5 separate regions of the Mus musculus genome follow, and regions 1, 2, 4 and 5 are each linked to region 3. A link is a contact called in public Hi-C and HiChIP or PLAC-seq data. All regions are on one chromosome and are shown on one strand. The core of a region is the stretch at or near the end of the contact, and the rest is flanking DNA. Distances in the headings are between cores, read along the strand shown.

Region 1 (2,700 bases), core at 137-2,636, 430 kb after region 3:
CTGCAAGAAATGACGTCATTCATGTGTCATTTGTTCAAGATAGGGGCTGAAAAGTTTGCTCAGTGGACGAAAGTACTTGTACAACCTGAGTTTGATTCTCCGAACCTGTGGTAAAAGACTATCACATGCGGTGACACACACATCCCCGCTCGAGCACGTGCACTCACACATACTCACACACACACATACTCACACACACACACACACACACACACACACAAAGAAAATAATAATGATTATTAGGATGAAAGAAAAAAAAAGAGATGACTATGTCAACGTGTAGATACATTGGCAATTTTGATAATTCACTATTCACAGATGTTGTCATGTAAAAAAACTCATTTTGAAAATCTAAAATATGTCCAAAAAGTAAGTTTGTAGATGGTGGGCTAGCCTGAGATGCAGGGATGACTGAGTTTGACTGTAAGTTCCAGAAGTGTCCAGCTATATCAACAGGAGCCTTTTCCTCCTTTGAAAAATACATTTTAATTCTTTGACGATTTATATCTGTATACACTATATTCTGAACAGAGTCACTCATTATCCCCATAATCCTCCCGAATCCTCACACCTTCTTTTAATAAGCCACCGAATCCGACTTGTGATTCCCAAGTATGGGTGTGGAGCCATCCACAGGCACTCAGTTCAGTTCACCTTAAAGGAAGCTGACTCCCCCTGCCTCTTCAGCTACCCATAGCTCCTCAGGCAGGAGTTGCTTGTCTATGAAATACTACTCCTGCCCAAATTGATTCCAAGGAAAGGTAAAATGGTCATGCATAATTTGACATCTTTGCTTCAAGATGTTTGCTTCAAAGTGAAGTCTCCCAGGGTCCCATCCTCAGAAGACTCTGCCGTTTTCCTACCTACCTTCTGGACATCTTGTAATCTCACATCTTTAATATCTAATATAATATCCATAAGCTGGCCCCCAAGATGTTGCTTAAATCTGCATTCTCCTCCTGAACTCTACAGTCACTGAAGACCTGCAGACCTGGGGCCCTGTGTCGCCCCTGCCCCTCTCAGCTCACATCCCTGTTCAGTCACCAGTTACTGGGAGGTGTCCCCAAATCTTCCCAGAGCCTGGGAAGTTTCCGCCTTTACTCTACTCAGCAGAGATCCATCTCTTCTCAAATGACCATTGCAGAAAGAAGGCAAACTTGTTTAACTGACCCTGGTTCCTCATCCTTCAGAGACACCTCCCTAACCAGCCCTCCAGTGACATTCTAGAACACAGACCAGCCTTGTTTCTCTTGTGGTAAAAGCCACTTGTTTGCCCTCTTACCTCCTGTGGCTGAGTGTTAAATGAATAGAACATAAACCATATACGCCACAGCCTTCTCGAAGGCTGTGCCTCCAGCCTCTCCTGGCCTCTGGCCACAGCAAATGCCTGCCTTCCCCTGGGAGGCTGGCTCTCAGGCAGCCTTCCGTTGGCACCAGGAAATATCCTGTATGCTTCTTATTCACTCAGTTATTCAGCAAATGCTTAATATGTGTGATTTATTATTTAACCAGAGAGGATGTTCTGGATGCCCCAAACCTTAGACATCCTCAGAAATTCCCTTCACATGAATGTCACAAGACGAATCTCCCACCTGTGGTACACAGCGGTCTTTCAGGGAAGTGTTTCTTAGCCTTGGCATTAGTCACATTTTGAGTCATTTATTAGGGTGGAGAGCCACCCTTTGGCCTCTAGGATGTGTGGTAGCACCTCAAGAGTCTACTACCTCATGCCACTTGCGTTCAGTCCTACAATATGTCAGCCAACAACTGTCTTCAAATACTCTCAAATTTCTTCTAGGTTTAAGTCACTCCAGGTTGGGAGTTACTGTAACAGGGCATTGGTTACACACCCCACTCTGTGATCAACATTCCGTCACTACTACTAGCTAGACAAGAACACGGCTCTGTAGACCTTGCAGATGACCTGGGTTGTTGCGGGCCTGCAGAGAGTGAGTGTGCATGGCTGCCTTTGCCATGTAAAGACCAGTGACTAATACCACCCCCACCCCAGTAATGGAGAAAGCATTTGACAGATTATTGGCCACACAGAGTCTGAGCATGTGTGCTCATCTTCACCCATAAGTTTGACACACCCACTACAACAGCTTCATAGGACACTGTATCCTAAATGAGTTCACAGTGTCCTAGTGTCTGCCACAATTGTTAGGTTTCTACAGGGGCAATAGAGCTATAAATAGAATAGAGATACAAGAACCAACATTGGGAGCCCTTTGTGTCCTTGAAGGTGGCAATAATGCCTGAAATTATTCAAAGGCCATTGCTTCTGATTTGTGTTCCTTGATAATGGGTTAGGTGGCTTCAGGAGTTGTCTGTCCTTCTTGCATGATGTCCCTCACTCTACACAGCAACAAAAGCATTGGAATTTTAGGAAAAATGAACCCAAAGAGGCCATCACTGAGACACATGCTAATCAAACTTTATAAAGAAAGCGAGCTCTTGAAAGTGGCAAGAACAGTGACTGAGCCTACCTGTTCTCCCTGAGAGAGGGAGGGGGAGAGGAAGGGGAAGGAGAGGAGGCCTAACCCTAACCTTGACAGAGAGAGGGGGTGGGATATTAGCTGAAGAAGTTTTCTACCACTAACCTTCCCTAAAACAAATTCTCTGGAAGGTTCTAAAGGATAAAATAAAAAGGTCACTAGCATCAAATCAAGAAGGAAAGGAAGGAAGGAAGGAAGGAAG
Region 2 (2,700 bases), core at 58-2,557, 320 kb before region 3:
TGACTCCCTCGTAGGCAGAGGGCTCCATAACTGTCACTCAAACGAAAGCAAGAGATTTCCTGGGTGGAGACACCTAAGAGGAGCTAGAAATGTAGAAAGCCAAGTCCTTAGGAAAATAACTACAGAGCAAAAGTTGCCAGGACTGAAGATTACAAAGCACAGCCTGGAAATTAAAGACCTAAATGAATGGAAAGACAAAACCACTGAGAGACTGTGCTCCATGCCATTGAGAGACTGTCCTCCATGCCATTGAGAGACTGTGCTCCATGCCATTGAGAGACTGTGCTCCATGACTTTGAGAGACTGTGCTCCATGCCATTGAGAGACTGTGCTCCATGCCATTGAGAGACTGTGCTCCATGACTTTGAGAGACTGTGCTCCATGACATTGAGAGACTGTGCTCCATGCCATCGAGAGACTGTGCTCCATGACATTGAGAGACTGTGATCCATGCTTTTGAGAGACTGTGATCCATGCCATTGAGAGGACAATCAAGCAATCTACAGATTGAATGTAGTACTTACTGAAATCCCAATGGAATCTCTCTTTCTCTCTCTCACTCTCTCCATGAGTGTGTGTGTGTGTGTGTGTGTGTGTGTATGTATATGTGTGCACACATATATGTGCAGATGTGTGTGGAGGTAGGAGGTGGGGAAACATACCTCAGATAGTGTTTGATAGTGCTCTGTTGTGGTTGTTTTTCTTTTTCCTAGACAGGGTCTCTCACGGCCTGGACCTTACTGAGTAGGTGAGGCTGGCTCACTTGATGTATTTCTCACCATTGAGGATCGCCATCTTTGGTCACTGCCACATTACCAGGACAGAACACATAATAAGCACATAGACAATCCTCAAGATAACAACTTACTAAATGCACACGGAGGAGATAAATATATCTGCACCTTGCCCTTTTGCAATAAAGCAAGCGAATACGAGGGGAATTTTGTAGTGCCCTGGGGAGCACAGCCGTGCTGGACGGTGAATTGTCACCACACACGTGAAGAAGCAGTGCTGATTTCTTTTGCTTCCTCCATCTGAGAAGCAAGTTTGTTCCTCTGGGCTGTCTCCAGATCCTCACATCCAAGGCTTGGCTCTCTGGATCACAATCCATGTGAAATCACTTCCCCATCTGAGAAAGTCATCAGGGGATCTTAATCCATCTTAATCATCAATGGCAAAGGGGCCCTGAGAGTGGAGATGCAGTTATGACTGTGTGGGATGCCAGCACTTGGCTTCATCTGGGTGAGAGCGAGTCTCCATAGCAAGGAGCCGACAGCTGGCGGGAACATTGCAGAGCTGTCTGCAAGTGACTGAGCTGGGTAGGCCGGAATGGGAGCCTCCCGCAGGGAGACACTTAGGACTTGTAGACGCGACTACGTCCAAACAAATGTTCAATTTCATGCTTAACTGATGATCTCCACTTTGATGACGAGTGACCAAGAGGAAAGCTGTCTGTTAAAAGGTGACTCACCCGCCTCTCGTTTTAAATCAATCTTGGGAACATGGTCCTGAATTACATCACTGACCTCCTGAAGACGGGAAGTCTCTGAGAGAAAATATCCCAGAACCACAGATTCTGTGTGAGGGTCGATACCTTGTGAGGGAGCCTCTTCGTTCCCAGGGATGGCTGTTACCGAAGGACAGGAGGACTGAGCTGTCCCTGAGACCAGCAAGAAGAATTTCCTACCCTGGTGATGAACAGGCTGACAGTGACAGTGACTGTCACTAAGTGCCTAACCTGAGCACGTGTGAAACATCTTCAAAGTAATAACAGAACTAAGGGGTGGCTTATGCTTTGCAAGCACAAGGACTTGAGTTCAAAAGATGCCCTGTCTCAGAAAACAAACAGGTATAGAAAGCCCCAGGACATGCCTTTTGTATGCACCCATAAGCTGTGGAGGTTCATGTCGTTGCATAAATCTGGAATCCTGGCATGTGGGAGGTTGAGTCATGAGGATTGTGGATCTGGGGGCAGCCTGGGCTACTTAATGTTCGGCCAGCCTAGGCAAGCTAGCAAGATTCTGTCTCAAAACAACAAACAGACAAAAAAAAAAAAAAAAACAGGCCAGCAAACTAAAAGAGTCTACATGAAGACTATAGATAGATGATAGGTAGATAGATAGATAGATAGATAGATAGATAGATAGGAACGTGAGACATAGGTTTCTCTGTAAGCACCTTGGCACAGCACTAGCAGTGAAGTCTTTAGTCTTATAGCACATTTCAAAAGCCCCAGAATGAAATCAGCTCCCATCTATGAGAATTTTAAGAGAAGGCAAGGCTGAATCTCAAAGTTCACGCTCACAAATTCCGTCTTCATCTCTTCATTCTTTGCTGATAGACTATCTCACTCTCCTGGGTGGATCAGCGATTTGGTGAACTAAACACACAACCCCTTCCCATCCCCCTACCCCTACTTCCAGCCCATCCTATGGCCTCTGTATGGGCAGATTTCCTTCTGTAATGAGACCATGGCTCTGCAGAGAGGAAACAGTGAATGTTCAAGGGCAGAATGGAGACAGGCTCCCACTTCTGGCATCTTGGGGAGGTGACTGTCCTAGGCTTCCGGTGGACATTCCACCCTGGAGGACACCAAACCTCCAAGAACACAGCAGCAGTGCCCTGGCTTTAAGTTCTTGCCATGTCACTGTCACTGTCACGGAGCAACGTTTCTCTGACTCTCTCCAAGGCCCCAAGGTC
Region 3 (2,700 bases), core at 52-2,551:
TTATGGTCCTTGGTGTGCAGAGATGGCTTCTGTCTTCTAGGATAAAGAGTACAGAAAGCTCGTGTTGTGCACACCTAGGTGACAGGGACAAGATGGGGTAGCTTTAGATCAAATACAACTGCTGGATGTCTGGCTTATTCCTCAATGAGGACTGGCACCAAGCCTGGGAGACAGTGCAGGAAGTCAAGTGTCCGCCTTGACAGCGTGAGGACCCAAGTTCAAGGACCCACGCTTAAAAAGGTGTGTGTGGTGGTGCATGCTTGTAATGCCAGCTCTGGGGAGGCGGTGACAGTTGGGTCCCTGGGGTTTGATGACCAGTTAGGGTGAGATTCTATCTCACAAAACGAGGTGGATGTACCTGAGAAGTGACCACAACCTTCTTGTTGACAAGCGAGGAGGTGAATTGAAGTGAAAGCATCCGAGGGGGCATCCCTGACATCACAGGGCACCGCAGAACATGCTACGTTCTCAGAGAGTCGATTCTCAAGTTCATGGTGCTTGTGCCGCTCACTAATCTCAGGGACCTTCAGTAGGATGGAGGATATTTGAAAGCAGAAATTGGATCTTTTGGGGTTGTGGCCAAGCCCCAACTTCTCCAGTTCTGAGGCATTACAATGCTTGGTGCTTTCCTTAGGATGTCACAGATGCTATTCTGCGGTCTTAGCTACATAAAGAGATAGGGCTTAATTATTTAACATGTCACTCTCAACCATTAAAATAGTGACTAGGCTCTTGCCAGAACAGATTCTATAAAATATCAAAATAAAGTCAATCTTTAAAAAAAGGGGGGGGGAACTATTCAAAAAGTTTGAAAAACTTGTGAGGAACATCAATAGTTCTACCTGCAAGTTTACTCCATGTAAACATTTTTAAGAAGATTCGTGCAGTGTCTAGTGTAGCCCAAGCCGACCTCAGGCTTACTGTATATACCCAAGGCTGATCTCGAGCTCTTGGGCCCCCAGCCTTTACCTATGGGTAGGCTGTTGGGATTGCAGTATGTGCCACCGCTCTGCTGCTGAGGTTTGAACCAACGTCCTGTACATGCTAGCCACGCACTGTAGAGGTAGCTACTGGGCTACCCACCTACCCACCCTCTCTCTTGTTTTGTTATGACACGTACCTCACACACCAAGGGCGTGGAGAGCCAATGGCTTTCCCCATACAATCATACTAAAAGCAAGTGTGTTTTGTAAACGTTTTATGGAAATTTGGGAAAGTGAAAACAGGCTCTTAACAGTTCCCCGCTGTCCAACAAGCAATGTCAATACTGCCATGAACGCCAGTGGCTCAATCAGTGTGAGTCAACTCTACCTCCCTCTCGGTGACTCGTACTTTTGTTATTTTTAGCAGGAGACATGCAACGCTGTATGGTTGGCTCACGTATTGAAGACGCGATTCTCAACTGCTGGTGCTATTTTAGGAGGTTCTGGAAACTTTAGATGTTGGGGAGGGGTAGCTGGAGGAAGTATGTCACAGAAAACATGTCTCTGTCTGCCTGCCTGTCTGTCTGTCTGTCTATGTCTATGTCTGTCTGTCTGTGTCTCTGTCTCTGTCTATCTCTGTCTCTATCTCTGTGTGTGTGTGTGTGCCTCTGTCTGACGCTGTGTGAGTCTTTATCTGTCTGTGTCCATCTCTATCTCTGTCTGTGACCCTGTGTCTGTGTGTGTGTGTGCCTATGTATCTGTGTCTACCTGTGTGTGCATATGTGTGTGTGTGTGTGTTTATCTATCTATAACTGTCTCTCCTTTATCGGCTATGACATGGCTATGTCCCTATCATTAGCTCCCACCTCTATGAAGTTCCTCCTTCTGCACAGACCCAGAGCGCACTGGGCCAAGGACCACAGTCTGAAATCTCTGAAAGCATGAGCAAAGCCACATCTTTCCTACTTTATTTTTGTCATAGCATTGAAATTGTAAATTAAACATACAAACAAGTCCTGAGTGTCTCTTTGCTGTTGCTGCCCCTTGGTTTTTGGCAGGGTTTTGTTTCTTTCGTGTCAAGATGAGGCTTTGCCAAGTTGATGTGTGCTTTGCATCCACAGGAGGCCTCTGCAGAAGCTGGAATACATACAGGACACTTTAAACGGAAGGGATACGATGGGTCCTTCTTAGAATCAGGAGACTTTGGTGTCACCAGTCACAGGGAACAAAGGGCAGGCCTGCATGGCATCTCTCCAGTTCACCAGAGGAAGGGGTGGGGTAGACCAGGTGTGACATCTTTCTGGTTCAGCAGGATCTTTGTGTGAATGTAATCTGACAACCTGGAATTTTGAGAATCAAGGGAAAGACGAGCCAATAGCTGATCACTCACACGTGCTTCTGGGGTCTTTAGGGCTCCGTGAGTCAGTTGTGCAATGCAGATCTAGGACTTAGGAGCTAGCGCATGGCCTGCTCCTTTTCTCCATGCTGCAGAAGCACATACGCAGCTCTGGGTGGGCTAGGGCTACAAGGGAACCCAGGAAAGGAGGCCCCTCCTCCTCAGAGTTCTCTCAACCATAGGTTACATAATCCACCCATTCATTCATTCATTCATTAGTCATCCAGCCAACACTGGCTGGAGCACCTGTGTAGTGCAGCCTCTGTCTTTGTACTGCCCCCCTTGCCTTCGAGGGCTGTGAAGCAAGTGTGTAATACCCTCCACACAGCTGTGGGAAAGGACAACAGGCAGCTGACAGGGCTCCACACCTGAAGCCAGCTT
Region 4 (2,700 bases), core at 117-2,616, 420 kb before region 3:
TCTGGGCGATTTTATTCATTGTGGCTGCTCTATCTCCTGCGTTCTAAAGAACCTATGTCAGGAAATTGCCCCAGCTACCCTGAGAAATGGACAGAGGGGACCCCTAGGACATCACTAGGACACTCTGCTCTCTAGGACTGGGTATGTATCTTGCTATCTCTTTAATTTTTATCTGTTTTCACTCACTTGCTTTGTGAAACAAGGACCCTGCGGCCCCTTGCCTCTGCTTTTAACCCTTTCATGTCAACTGTTGGACGTGTTTTCTACAAAGGAGATTTTAAAAACGCTTATTCTCCAAGCAATATGTAATTAGATGTTTCTATCCCACCACAAATGTTTGATGCCTTTAATTAGGAGTGGTAATAAGACAACTCTTTTGTTTCAAAGAACATCATTGAAATAAATTCCCCTGCTCGGTTAATTGATCATTATTATCTTTTCTTTCTATTCCTACAAAATGTTACTCCTGTAAATTCTGTTTTCTGTCTATTTTTCCCCCCATCTCTCTCATCAATGTTTTCATTTCCCTCTGCACAGTTTGCTCACAAGGATGAGATACCCTCTGTGAAAATGCTTCACTTCCTTGCCTTCATCTCCCTGTGGAGACCTAGGCCTTTCCAGTTCATCTCAACACCCACTGGGCTCCGAGGGCACTGAATCGACATCCGGGCTTCCAGTCTGAATGCCTGACTGTTGGGGCCCATATCTCCTAAGAGGCCAAAATGAATAAATCCTGTTCCAGAGCGCCCAAAGGCACGCCAAGTCATGAATTCCCACTGTGCCCCACCGTGCCTCAGTTTACCATGGTTGTTCCAGGGATCCCTCATTACCAAGAGGTCAAACCCATGAGGCCCCCTCGTCTACAGCACAAGAGGACCATGGTGGCCAAGAAAAGCTTGTTGATGTTGGAATTCAAAAGTCTAAAAATTAGGAGTTTAAATTGCATCACCCCCATTTCTAAAGGAAGCAGGAAGGGGGCATCCAGTGGCTCGGTTACTACTTCTTGGGCTTTTTGATTTATCTCCAAAGAGTTTTGATGGAGAAGGGAAGGAGACAAAATTAAATCCAGGGACATTTAACTCTGTACTTAAAACAATGACAAGCACACCTAGGCTAGGTTACTAGCACTGTTGTTGTTTTATTTAAAGCTAAGATGTCTTCCAATTTGATATAGATTTTTGTCACTGAGAGATGATATAGAAATAATGAAAAGAAATCAAACTTCAAACAGAAATACAAAGCAGTGTCTGCAGTAAAAAGCTATAAACAATAGGTAAGGCAAGAGAAACATTTACATTTAGTACAGACCAAACAGACAAGAAGGGACTTGCTGGCCCAAGATAGCTCATATTTTGTTGAACTTCTCTGTTCTTCAAGTATCAGGAAGTTGGGCCAAATGTCAGCTGTCTTCTCTGCTCTGAGGACTTCCCAGCACTGTTCTTGGCTAGCCTATTCTTAGTTTGAAACTGGCATTTTCCAACAATTTTACAGGTTGAAATTAAAGCAACAACTTAGTTACTGCAAATTCTCTAATCTTCCAGAGTTTCAAAGAGGCTGTGGAATGGAACGTAGAATTTATCTGAGATGACATTTAACACATAGCTAGGGATCATGGTCTTCCGGCCAGAATTTTATTTATTTATTTATTTATTTATTTATTTATTGGAAAGCATATTCCATCAGCACCCATGGTCTTTGAACTTCCCTGATAAAGGTATGTTTATATTTTTGTGCTCTGGTGTACCAGGGGCTAAACAAATTCTTTTATTACAGTATTATAAAATCTACTGCAAGTCACCTAGACAACTTTGTAGACGGTATCTGCAAATATTGTGTAGTATGGAGCAGATTTCCCAGTTTCTCGGCAGTGAAATTAAGTGTTTCTTCTATGCTGAGATAAACAGTCTATAGGTGGAAAGAGGGGTGGAGGATGGGAGGACTAATTAGCATAATTTTAATCAATTTTCAAGGGACTTCATGATTGTAAGTCTCCTGATAATTCTGAAGATTAAAGCGGAGGACTTAACAAGATTCCGGAAGGTTCCGGGAGATGCTCTTCTACAAGTGATCTGAACAGGGCTTCACATCATCCGATTTTTATCTGGGGGTGGTGGCGGCAGCAGGGAATAGGATAAGTCCTGCAGGGTTAACCCCTAAAGAGATTCCGGAATCTTAATTCACATGTAAATGTAAAGACTGTTGGTAGAAACTGCTTCTGTGTGTTTGGTAGGAGCTGGCACACAGAGGGGCCAGGGCCCATAGAAAATACAGCAAGGAAGATGGTCTGTTTCCAAGTCCAGCTTCCTCTTAAACCCAGCCTTTAAATCTCCTTTCCCTCCGCAAATTCTATCTACTGACTGGTGAGCTCCTTGAAGCAGCCGTCCCTCTGTGGGACAGCATAGGTGGTGACAGATATTAATCCAGAGGTCTGATTTTTCAACTTCCCTGTCCACCGTGACCTTTGTCATGGCTCCTGGCTGTCACTCAGGGAAACACACTGAGGTCTTTCCAAAATCATTTGTAAAGGGGAATCTCTACGGCAGTGATTATTTTTGTTAAAAGGAAAAAATTATTTTTCGTGGCTTGTAAAGGCAATGTGTAAGGTCTTTAATTCTTTTGAAAAGAAAAATAAACATTTCCATGTGGTAGCTCAAGACGGGACCACGTCAACTCCTGAAGACCATTTTAAAAATCAGTTAT
Region 5 (2,700 bases), core at 31-2,530, 430 kb before region 3:
GCTGGAGGCAGAGGCTTTTGGTGGTAGAGGGGCAAGCGGTAAGCCACTGATGCTCTGAATCATCCAGCCAGTGAGAGGGCCGACAGAGAGGGGGAAGCCTCGAAATCTTTATTCTGCTCCTGGTACTGAAGGAACCCGCCGCATCAGCTTCAGTGGATGGCTGTGATCCCAGAGGACTGATATTTGACAGGAGTGACAAGAGGGCTGAAGGCAAGAGGAAGGAGCATCAAAAAAGAAAGACCAGGGGAAGAAGGGGGAAGTCTGGACTCAGCCAAGCATCCAGAGACAAAGCTTGCTCAGAACATTCCAGAGCTGGAAGTACATAGGGAGAGGGCTAAGTGTGAGAGCTCAGCAACCCAGTATACCCGTGTTCGAATCCCACTCGTTGCCTGTACAGTCATACTCAAGGGCAACTTTGTTACTGTCTCACAGCCCTAGCTTTCTCTTCTGCAAAATACAAAGTGGTAACAGCTTTTGTGAGCTGCCCAAGGACACCTGATGGGGGAGGAATTGGGGAAGAGGAGGAACGCTCAACAGGTGTCAGAATTGCTGCTCAGACTGATTTCTACTTGAACTTGGCGGTTCATGGCTGCATCACCAGCTGGCCACCCTTTAAGGCATGACAGCGAGGGGCTGATCCACTATATAAACAAGCCAAGACAGCAACATGTGGCGTCCTCCTCGACGCCAGTCTGCCCATCCAAAGGGCAGAACAAAATACGAACTGCTTTATTTAGTTGGAAAGAAGGTCACGGGGTGAGCCTTCCTGGACACTTGCTGGGGCTGTGGGGCATGCTTTGCAAGGCCAGGCAGTCCCAGGGCCTCAGGGGAGGACTCAGTGGTGGACACTGACAGCCCTGGGGTCTAATACAGAATCAGCAGGACCCTGCCTCTCTGTCTAGCCTGAGACACACTGCTTCCCTTTGCATGTAGCAAATGACTAAACTGCAGGATCAAGATACTATAACACTGTATATGGCTTCCCCTAGGAGGGCTGAGGGCAGGAAGCAAAAAGTAAGCAAGAAGATAGGTGGCTGAAGATCACTGCTTGCCCAGGCTCTAAACATCACTACATTCCAGCTTGACCCCTGCCCCGCCCTCCAAGCCCGTTGGCCTCCAGTCTCTTGCTGGGAGCCCGCTGCCCTTCTTGGCCTGTGGGTGGGCTGCTCTATCCCCACCCCCCACCCCCCGTTCTCAGTGGCTCCGTAACTCTCATTCTCCTTGGTGTAGGTTGGGACACATGAGTCATCTTCTCCTTTTGGGGACTGTTTCTGGGGATGTGAAACTTGCCCTTTGTCACGAAAAGGAAGATTACACATGCAAAGGATCTTCTGCCCGGGGGATGTGGGGTAGCCATTTTCCTTAAGCAGTACCGGTAACATCCCTCTCTTTGTGTCTCTCTGAGGGAACCTTCTGCACAGTTGCTACTTTAGGCACCCCAAAGCAAGTGGAAGGAAACTTTCTTTTTAAAATGTTGCCTTTGAAAAATCAAAACAGCCAGGAAGGGCTGGGAGGGAGGTCTGCTCTTCACAAACTCAGGAAATCCCCGAAGATTCTCCAAGGTTACAGGGGACCGTAGATTATGCCATGTCCAATTCTGGGTACAAGTAACTCTGAGCATGGAAATGCACGCACCCAGGCCAGCGACAGGGCTCAGTGAGTGGAGGCCTGCGGCCAAGCCCAGCCACCTGAGTTCAGTCCCTGGCACCTATACTGAAAAAGGGGAGACTGGTTCCCACAAATTGTCCTCTGAGATCCACACATGTGTACACATGTGCAAGCCTAACCACACACACACACACACACACACACACACACACACACGGTTGGGGACTTTTTTTTTTTCCAAGGAAATGAATGCTCTCCCCCAGATTCCAGGGATAACTTCTGTGTTTGCAGGATATTCCCAGCATGCACTTAGCATTTCCCCCCTTATTTTCCCACCGGTGCTTCCTAACAGCCGGCACTTACACGTGTGTCCGTTCCATTTCCCTTCCTCTTGCTATTTCCACCATGATCTGTTGACGGTAGAGTTGCATAATTTACTTAGGGACTTATAGGCAGGACACAACCCATTGGACTTGCACAGCTTCTGTAGGCTGACTGATATTCGTGCGAAGAGCCCCTGTGTCCAGCTGGCCTGACCCTGTCCTGTCTGTGTCCATGTAGGCAGAATGCAGACCAGAGTCTCTGCTCTTGGCCAACGTCCAAGCCTCAAGAGCCTAACTGAAAACTTGAAGCACAGAACTCAGTTCTCCATAGAAACAACCTTTGCCTGGTTGTGCGGAGTGACCAGCAGTTTGAGAGTGAGCCATCCACTTGGAGAATGGGAAAGCCATGTGTGACATTCTCTGGAGTTCTCTGGAAGTGACTCAGTAGAGCTCAGGGGCTGGGCTTGGACCCTATTTGTGTCTTTTGTTCTAATGTTATTTAAATTAAATAGAGCAGGGCGCTTATACCCCACTTTAATCCCAGCACTAGGGAGGCAGAGGCAAGCAGATCTCTGTGAGTTTGAGGTCAGCCTGGTCTACAGAGTGAGTTCCAGGGCAGCCAATGTTACACAGAGAAAGCTCCAAAAACCAAACCCAAACAAAATAAAAAAACAAAAAACCAAAAAAAAAAACCCAACAACAACAACAAAAACAAAACAAAAAAAGGAGGGCTGATGGGCTGGGAGATGCTCAGTAGATAAGGTGCTTG

Evidence for each region. A called contact is a pair of places that touch in the nucleus more often than the background predicts. HiChIP or PLAC-seq counts read pairs in DNA pulled down with a chosen protein or histone mark.
Region 1: a contact with region 3 is called in a Hi-C map of the C2C12 cell line, with 2.4 times the contacts expected there. The contact joins two enhancer-like sites. A contact is called at or near these places in 1 of 15 datasets of contacts at CTCF or cohesin (the NIH/3T3 cell line), 7 of 484 Hi-C or Micro-C datasets (the C2C12 cell line, adipose-derived mesenchymal stem cells, embryonic fibroblasts and 3 more), 2 of 115 datasets of contacts at active chromatin or transcription factors (embryonic stem cells and pancreatic cancer cells) and 1 of 9 other capture datasets (embryonic stem cells).
Region 2: a contact with region 3 is called in a Hi-C map of the C2C12 cell line, with 5 times the contacts expected there. The contact joins two enhancer-like sites. A contact is called at or near these places in 2 of 484 Hi-C or Micro-C datasets (the C2C12 cell line and muscle stem cells), 2 of 115 datasets of contacts at active chromatin or transcription factors (embryonic fibroblasts and fibro-adipogenic progenitors) and 1 of 9 other capture datasets (embryonic stem cells).
Region 4: an H3K4me3 HiChIP or PLAC-seq map of bone marrow-derived macrophages shows a contact between it and region 3, with 2.8 times the contacts expected there. The contact joins two enhancer-like sites. A contact is called at or near these places in 4 of 15 datasets of contacts at CTCF or cohesin (CD8 T cells, the NIH/3T3 cell line, large pre-B cells and 1 more), 31 of 484 Hi-C or Micro-C datasets (3T3-L1-derived adipocytes, the C2C12 cell line, the NIH/3T3 cell line and 15 more) and 31 of 115 datasets of contacts at active chromatin or transcription factors (the 230-238 cell line, the NIH/3T3 cell line, the SCID.adh cell line and 23 more).
Region 5: a Hi-C map of bone marrow-derived macrophages shows a contact between it and region 3, with 18 read pairs. The contact joins two enhancer-like sites. A contact is called at or near these places in 1 of 484 Hi-C or Micro-C datasets (bone marrow-derived macrophages) and 1 of 9 other capture datasets (embryonic stem cells).

What each region holds. Positions count from the first base shown.
Region 1 is chr16:93,534,030-93,536,729 of GRCm38.p6, forward strand. No RefSeq gene overlaps it. Among named protein-coding and RNA genes, the nearest start is that of Gm30695, 4.0 kb to the left of the region's middle. Within about 2 kb of position 1,387, at least 17 of the 459 cell types and tissues checked have an H3K27ac peak or open chromatin away from gene starts, as enhancers often do. A contact at or near this core is called in the C2C12 cell line, where this site is marked.
Region 2 is chr16:92,787,309-92,790,008 of GRCm38.p6, forward strand. The region is part of intron 2 of Runx1 (runt related transcription factor 1); the gene reads right to left. Among named protein-coding and RNA genes, the nearest start is that of Gm30281, 26 kb to the left of the region's middle. Within about 2 kb of position 1,308, at least 60 of the 459 cell types and tissues checked have an H3K27ac peak or open chromatin away from gene starts, as enhancers often do. A contact at or near this core is called in the C2C12 cell line, where this site is marked.
Region 3 is chr16:93,108,505-93,111,204 of GRCm38.p6, forward strand. No RefSeq gene overlaps it. Among named protein-coding and RNA genes, the nearest start is that of Gm30474, 22 kb to the right of the region's middle. Within about 2 kb of position 1,302, at least 58 of the 459 cell types and tissues checked have an H3K27ac peak or open chromatin away from gene starts, as enhancers often do. A contact at or near this core is called in the C2C12 cell line and bone marrow-derived macrophages, where this site is marked.
Region 4 is chr16:92,690,960-92,693,659 of GRCm38.p6, forward strand. All of the region lies in intron 3 of Runx1 (runt related transcription factor 1), which reads right to left. Among named protein-coding and RNA genes, the nearest start is that of Gm30281, 70 kb to the right of the region's middle. Within about 2 kb of position 1,367, at least 18 of the 459 cell types and tissues checked have an H3K27ac peak or open chromatin away from gene starts, as enhancers often do. A contact at or near this core is called in bone marrow-derived macrophages, where this site is marked.
Region 5 is chr16:92,674,606-92,677,305 of GRCm38.p6, forward strand. The region is part of intron 4 of Runx1 (runt related transcription factor 1); the gene reads right to left. Among named protein-coding and RNA genes, the nearest start is that of Gm30224, 80 kb to the left of the region's middle. Within about 2 kb of position 1,281, at least 56 of the 459 cell types and tissues checked have an H3K27ac peak or open chromatin away from gene starts, as enhancers often do. A contact at or near this core is called in bone marrow-derived macrophages, where this site is marked.